Linked DNA regions of Zea mays: all the other regions are linked to region 1. Evidence: chromatin contacts called from public Hi-C data. All regions are on one chromosome and are shown on one strand. The core of a region is the stretch at or near the end of the contact, and the rest is flanking DNA. Distances in the headings are between cores, read along the strand shown.

Evidence for each region. Hi-C and Micro-C count contacts between places; a contact is called where the count stands out from the background.
Region 2: a Hi-C map of tassel shows a contact between it and region 1, with 2.4 times the contacts expected there. The contact joins the promoter of LOC103640651 here to the promoter of LOC107228384 in region 1. A contact is called at or near these places in 2 of 25 Hi-C or Micro-C datasets (bundle sheath and tassel).
Region 3: a Hi-C map of tassel shows a contact between it and region 1, with 2.1 times the contacts expected there. The contact joins the promoter of LOC100281538 here to the promoter of LOC107228384 in region 1. A contact is called at or near these places in 2 of 25 Hi-C or Micro-C datasets (ear and tassel).

What each region holds. Positions count from the first base shown.
Region 1 is chr10:1,416,075-1,418,624 of Zm-B73-REFERENCE-NAM-5.0, reverse strand. LOC107228384 (Scarecrow-like protein 3) reads right to left here and starts at 1,276. Exons shown (of 1, transcript NM_001320427.1): 1 at 1-1,276. The coding sequence starts at 936.
Region 2 is chr10:926,161-928,710 of Zm-B73-REFERENCE-NAM-5.0, reverse strand. It overlaps LOC103640651 (regulatory-associated protein of TOR 1), which reads left to right and starts at 1,277. Exons shown (of 23, transcript XM_035963278.1): 1 at 1,277-1,951. The coding sequence starts at 1,622.
Region 3 is chr10:1,061,690-1,064,239 of Zm-B73-REFERENCE-NAM-5.0, reverse strand. LOC100281538 (AMP-binding protein) reads right to left here and starts at 1,279. Exons shown (of 23, transcript NM_001154456.2): 1 at 1,073-1,279; 2 at 524-584; 3 at 362-439; 4 at 1-14. The coding sequence starts at 1,178. LOC100193832 reads left to right here and starts at 2,523. Exons shown (of 10, transcript NM_001138914.1): 1 at 2,523-2,550.

The sequences.
Region 1 (2,550 bases), core at 27-2,526:
GCTCAGCTGCAGCCGCGTGTTGAGCTCCCGCTCCAGCAGCTCGCCGAAGCTGCTGGGGCTGGAGCGCGCGATGATCTGCACCGGGGTGAGGCAGCTGCTGCCCGGGACGTGCACGTGCCTGCTGCTCCTGCCGCCGCCGGCGTCGTCGGCCGCCAGGAGGCGGTGCAGCTGCCCCACCACGCTGACGGCCAGCGCCTCGCCGGAGCGCACGCGGAGGAGGTGCCGCAGCGCGTCCGCGTCCAGGTCCTCCAGCCTGGCCTCCACGGCGCTGAACTGGAACGGGATGTCGAACGCCTCGGCCTCCCTGGCGAGCACGCAGGCCATGCTGGCCAGGAACTCCTTGGCGTCGTGCACGGCCGTGACGCGGAGGTGCGGGGGCCCCCCGCGGCGGCTGCGGAAGGCGTGGAACAGCGCGATCCACTGCACCGGGTTGGCGGCGGGGCCGGAGAGGTCGACGACGTGCACGAACCTCTCCCCCTCCATGGCCTCCAGGACGGCGTGGTTGGTGGTGAGGTAGGCCAGCTTCATGAAGGGCAGCACGTCGAAGAGGTGGCGCCGCGCGGCGGGCACCAGGTGCGCCTCCGCGGGGCTGCCCGGCCCCGTGGGCAGCAGCGCCCGCGACAGGCCTGGCACCAGGTTGAGCAGCTTCCGCGCCAGCGCGTCGGCGAAGACGGCGGCGAGGCGCTGCAGCGTGTGCGGCGCGTCCAGCGACGCCAGCTGCGTGATCTGCTCAAGGTAGAAGTTGGCGCGGTCGAAGGCGCCCGCCGCCACCTCCGCCGCGCACTGGTACAGCAGGCTGATGAGGCGCAGGCCCTGCTGGTCGTGGCTCAGCTCCTGCACCCACGACGACCCGTGCGGGTGCGGCGACGGCGTGCACAGCGACGACGCCGGAGACGACGTGGCCGACGACAGCGTGTCCTCCTGGAACATGTCCATGTCGGTTGCTTCGGACGGGCGGGGGCTTGTGGTCAATTAATGGACCGTCGCTGCTGCTGCGCTGGATATGAAGGCACCGCACGCCATTGCTGGGCTTGGACACTGGACCTTGGCGTGGCGACAAACGTGTTGGCAAGCCTGCAGGGGTCTCGAGTTCATACGTTCCGAGGTGGGTGACCTTGTCATGGAGCGCAGAAGCGACGAGGCAGGAGTGGACGCATGTGCGGCAAGGGCTAAGCCGATGTCGTCTGCATCTCGGTGGAATCACTAGGCAGCCCGGGAGATATTCGCTTGGAACTTATCTGCAGCGTTTTGGATCAGACAATTTTGCGATCAATTCAATCCCAGGCATGGCTCCAAAATCTGCATTCATGTTAATTTCGTCAGAGGACAAGAAGCAAACACTTGAGCCTTGTCAGCTTTACCACAGCAAAAACAAATGCTTGGTGATTGCAAGGTGGCCGCTTCTTGGAGAAGTCGTTCAGATTTGACGCGCATGCTTGTTTAATACTCCCTCCGTTTCTTTTTATTTGTCGTTGGATAGTGTAATTTTGTACTATCCAGCGACAAATAAAAAGAAACGGAGGGAGTAATAATAACTTGTTCTTGTTTGCAAGGAGAACATGTCCACCTAGGACTAGGAACGACGTGCGTCACAATTTCAGATCTCTTCTGCAGATCCATATGCATGGATATCCAAATCCAAATGAAGAACACAACAGAAGCACGGCAAAAAAAGGCAGCAACACCATCTTACACCAAATAGGAGAAATTCCAATGATACCTAATTCGCATGGCTTTTCAAGATGTTAAAGCTAGGTAGGAACTAAACTGATGGAGAGCAACCCAAAATTGATTTTTTTAAGAAAAGGCGGCAAGAGAATTGCCACAATTCATTTAAAGAAAGAGATCTTTTTTGAAAGGGAAAGGCAAACCAATATATTAGAAGGGAGAAAAAAAACATTACAAACTGGTACAAATCCATACAACTTAACGATCCTGCACTAGGCGGAACACTGACACTGAAACAAAGACCCGACCCCCTTGACCAGAACTGCTTAGTAAACAGACATCAAGAAAGAGGGTTAGGGCAACTAGCCGCTACAGACAAGCTAAACCTCTACCAACGAGCTCTTTCACCACCTACGCAACTTGCTCTGTCGTTCTCTGTTGTCTCTTGAAGATTCTGTTGTTTCTTTCCAACCTCCATCAGAAATAAATTAGTAAGTCATCGAAACTTTTGCTTAATTGCTTGCTACAGAGCATTCTCAGTCTATGCCACCAAGTGTACAGGTTCCCTTCTTTGGAGTACCGTCTAGGAACCGCAGATCGACCTAAGACAAGATCATGCTTCACACTTCCTTGAAGAAGGGACAATCCTTACATAGGTGCGCCGCTGTCTCAGCAGACAAATTACAAACCACCACGAAGCTAATGGGAGAACAGACACAACAAAACTGAAAAGAAGAAACAGAAGAAAACACACAGCATCCTTAAGAATGCAACAACAAACCATCCACTAAGAAAAACTAGCGCAACAACAACCTGATTCTTTCCAGATAGCAATTTAAAACTGATGCGTGTTATGAATTAAGTAACTCAGATACAGCGCCA
Region 2 (2,550 bases), core at 28-2,527, 490 kb after region 1:
CGAAGGTTGATGGGCAACATCATCGTCTCTCTCTCTTCTCTGGTGTTTGAATGTACACTAGCGTCAGCATCATGAGATGCAATTGTAATTTGAGGTTGATATTTTCTTTCTTTCTTTTTTTTTCCTTTTCGCTTTCTTCTTTTCTTCGCCCTTTTTGTGTAAAGATTCAGCAAATGTTACTCTGTCAAAGCATGTATAATCAATCATACTACTAACTACGGAGACATGTTCATATGAGAAATGGCAGCAACACATCTTTGCTTATATTCACCATCCGTTCCTAGCGTGTATGCCACAACAGACACAAAGTCGTCTAAGCTATGCACATCGAAAAACAAAACAAAAACCAGGAAAGAGCAGTTGGTTTGCGGCTGCTTGTGGGCCAGGTCTGTCAATGACCATACGAGGAATGATATGCACCAGAGCTCCATGCCAAATGGAAATGAACATCACAAGGTTTTCCTATTTGCCAAATTGCCAGTACCAACATCAGATCAAGGAGTGGTTCCAGTCAACGTTAAAGATCTATACAAAACTAAATCAGTATTGAGCTGTGCGTTGCGACGGCATACAAAATATTGAATAAAATAGTAATGCACAACTAAATCATTTCAAAAATATATGTAATGCTCAAAGGATAGTGTTTGTGGATGTTAGAGAGTGAGCGGACGCTCCTGGATAGCGAAGCGTGGAGAACGAGCGAGCGGGTGGGGGCGTGACGCACAAAAAACCACGACTGGAACTATTAAAAGTAGTGCATTATTATAGTAGTAAAGATAGTAGATAAAATACCCCCACCCAGTTGTTAACATGTCGATCTAATAATTCAAAATACCACTTTTAAAGATGGGATAAATATATTAGTCCAGATTTCCAGATAACAAAACTACATTAAATTAGCCAAAGAGACTATATGGCACTTCTACATAAAATAAAATAAAATAAGAAAGAAAATTCTCGTTGAAAGAGAAGTGATAACAATAATGGGAAATGAGAAGAGAAAGAAATACTCTACAGTAGGGTGTATCATAGTGATGTTTGTCGTTCCGTATCAATGTTTCATACAAATCTTTTACTTCCGTCGCAACGCATGGGCACATATCTATAACAATATAACACACATATGTACATAAGTTATCGTATCATTATATGGTTCCGTTGCAACGTACGGGCACTCACCTAGTATACATATATATTTATAGTGCATTCAACCATTACGAGAAGAGAACGAGCTGTGTCCATTGTCTCCAAAAGTAGTAAAATAATGGAGGAAAGAGGGCAGGCAATTTCCATTTCCAACCTTTATACTATAAATTTTATTTTGTTTTCCCTCAATCTCTCTCCTCGGCTGCTCGCCTGGCGTCGCGTCGCCTGCTTCCTCGTTCCCGCATCGAGACGCCGCTTCCCGTCCCTTCCCCCTCCTCTCTCTCTCCTCCCGGCCAACCAAACCCTAACCCTAAACCCCTCCCCCACCAACCTCGGCCCAGTCTCCCCACCCCCACTGACCCGGCTCCCCACCTCCGACTCGCCACGCTGGCCCGATTCGATCGATGTACGTGAGCGAGCTCCCGACCTCATGATGGTTTTGGCTGCGGGGTGAAAAGAGGCACAGCAAGCGTCGATGGCATTGGGAGATCTCATGGCGTCCAGGCTCGTCCACTCCTCGTCCTCCAGGGGACTGTCGTCCTCGCCGACGCCGCCGTTGCCCAATCAACACCACCACCAGAACCACAACCATACCGGGGATGGCCTCCTGGCTGCCAGCGGGCCGGAGCCCAGGAACGGGCTGGAGGCCGACGAGGTGGATAAGTCGGCGCCCGTGCCGTACCTGCCCCAGCTGGTCGTGCTGTGCGAGCAGCGCCACGAGCCTGAGGGGATCGATGAGGCTGCGGCCGCAGCCGCAGGGCCCTCCACCAGTGGCCTCGTCTCCAAGTGGCGCCCCAAGGATCGGGTAATGGATGTGATGCAGATTGCAGATGCCGTTTCTTCTGATGTTATACTCCGCTATTCACTGAATTCGGCAACGCCTGTTCTCGGGGGCATCTTTGGGATAGCACTTAGCTGATTTAGCTTTAAAATGGTAGCTTGGGTGCAGCTGCGAGGAGTATGAAGTGATTACGGTGCCTGCCAACTTAGCAAATTAGCATTTATTTATCAATCTCCGTTACGGAGCACGTATGGACTAAGGTGTGGTGTTGCCAGATGTAACTAGCGAGGCCCCGGAAGTCACGGAATAAGTAACCGCTATGCTCACTATTGTGAGCAGGACAATCACGATATGGTGGTATGCATTATCGTTTGCCACTGCCTAGTGTCTTCTGCTTCACAAGTGTTTTGAAAGGTTGTCGGGGAGGGATAAATTATAAATTACATGTTGTATTACTCTTTTACTGCATAATATGACACTGAACATTTCTTTGTTAATATTAACTGCTACAAAACAAATGTATTGTGCCCAACTCATTCAAATTCTTAACTTCATTTACCACCTAGATGTAGCATGGTGATAACATTTTCAACCTGTATGCCTTGGATAAAAAATAAACAGTA
Region 3 (2,550 bases), core at 30-2,529, 350 kb after region 1:
TCTCAACTGCATACCTGCAAAATTTGGAAAATATAACACTTTGCCTGAAAGGTTACGACATTTTTTTCCTCCTAGTCGGTCAATTTTACCAGCTTTCATGAAGGCGTGAGCTATCACATAAAAACTAGTGCATTCAAGATTTTCACTAGCTCTTATTCAGTTATTCTAACATCAGATCAAGATATCATATTTGACCTAGATAACTTTTTTTCCAAATCCAAGCTTTGCGCAAAAATAAAGGGAAACAGTAAACCGATCACATTGTTGTTGGTAATAACAGAACCTTTCACAGAAGCTAGATAGGAAAGAAAGCAAGATAAAAAGGCCAGATGGAAGTGGGGTGGTGGCCCCGGTGTCTTACGTGAAATTGTCATGCAGCGTTCCAATGTCTGGGGTGTCAGGGAATCTACTTATCAGCCTTAACGGTGAACGCGCGGATCTGCAAGACGGCGATAGGAATCAGAAGCAAGCCATCACAGCACAGGGACCGCAGAAAGAACAACCACTAACCAAGGGCACGTACCGGTACACGTTCCACCTGCCGGTTTGCAATTTCTCAGGGAGGAGGACACTGTAGCCCTGCGCTGAAAACATTCATGTATGTAACTGCACCGTCAACCCAAACAAAGGAAACAATAATCGCGGTTGGAATGGAGCAGGGATAGGGTGGCAGCAGGCGCTGGGGACGAATGCAGGTAGCAGCGATATCATGTGCATGCGTCCATATAAACAGTTCGATTTAGATACAGAGTATATTCTCATTCTCGCTACTCAACGAGGATGGAGTGGATCCATCCTGATGCTGACAGACAAGTGAAACTGAAGGAAGATAGATGCCTTAATAAGAGTTGACTGGACCCATCCTGATGCTGACAGACAGACAGACAGATATAGGAGTAAATAAATCTAGTAGTAACTAGTAAATAAAGCGAAAACTCCATGTTGCAGTGGATCGTTGACGGGGAGTCGGGAGCGGCTCGCGGCGAACGAAACAGCAGGCGGCGGGGCGGAACGGAACTGGCACACGGAGGAAGGGAAGGGAAGGGAAGCGCAGGTAGTTAGAGCGACGCACCGTGGACGTACTCGGCCGCGGTGGGGTTGACGGTGAGGCCGTAGCCCCCGGCGGGCGGCGGCGGGCGCTGGAGGTGGGTACCGACGCGGCGCTGGGCGGCGTCCATTGCTGTTGGGGAGTGGATTGGTGGGATGCTCAAGCTCAAGTTGATTTGGCGATCCGTTGCGTTGCGTTGCGTGGGGTAGGCGGCAACGAAGGGAACGCAAGCTGCCGCAAGCCGCCTCTCTGTAGTCTGTCCCACCTCTCACGCTGAAATAGGATATTCTTTTTATCTGTATGGTGCTGATTGCGTTGCGTGTCGTGTCGTGTCCTTCTCGTCCGCTGCTCGCGCTTGCTCTGCTTCTCATCCTTAATTCAGTGTCATCATTATTAAGAGCGTGTTTGACATGACTCTGCTCCACCCTAGAGCAGCTCTAATACAAAACTCTAGATGGAGCAGCTCTACTTTAGAGTTTAGATTGTTTCTCATAACTGGTGGTAGTGACGGGTAAATAACACCAAACTCTCTGACTAGGTTGCTTTCTTGGAGTTTTTGGAGTAGCAAAAGAGGTACTCCAAAAAATTGTACTGTAGCTCCAAAAACTCCATAGAGTTTACAACTCTGAAGTTAGGGTGTTTGACATGCTCTGACCAACTCCTCCTTAAAAGTTTGCTCTGAAGCCATGCCAAACAGACCCTAACGCGAACATCCGTGACTGCCGAGATCTCAGCCACGTCGACGCTCTACTTTTGTGGATTTTTAGTTGCATGTTCTACTCCTATATACTGTTTCCAATCTAGTTTCATGTGTATATGTGACTAAAATTCAGATAGAATTATATGTGTTTTCAGTTCATACAGAACTATTGAATTATAGGTATGCAATCTGATCGCGCTCGTCCTACTGTACAATCTAATCACGGTTGAAATAAATTAATGAGGCACTGATTTCTTTTATGGAACACATGTGGACTAGCAACTAATTCTTGGTGATAATTAAAGTACCACATGAAGCAAGTAGTACTACCTGAATATCTGATGAAGAAGCAAAACCAATGAACCAAGACCTTGTACACAGATGAAGTAGGTGAAGCTGTTCGTTATTTGATCTACGTGCTTGCCTGGATGAAGACAAACTAGGGCTATTTAAAAAAGGCTAATAAGCTGAGTTAGCATTATTTTAAAAAATAGCAACTAAAAATAGAGGACTATTAAAAACATGGAATTTTTTACTTTCTATTATTATTTAGCAACTCCCTACGTCGTTTTTGGGAGTTTTTTTTTAAAAAAAAAAACTACTGAAGATCTTTAGTCCGGTTGGGTGGCGTCATCAGATCTACTCGAACAGCAACCAAGCCTAGGGTCTGCTTCTCTCTCCACGTCCGTCAGATACCGTGCGCACCAATCCTAAAGCACGGGACAGAGTTAGAAGAGATCAAGAGAAGAATCGGAAAAAAAAAACAGAAGTACTAACGCCCCGCCCCTGCCTGGGGTTTTAA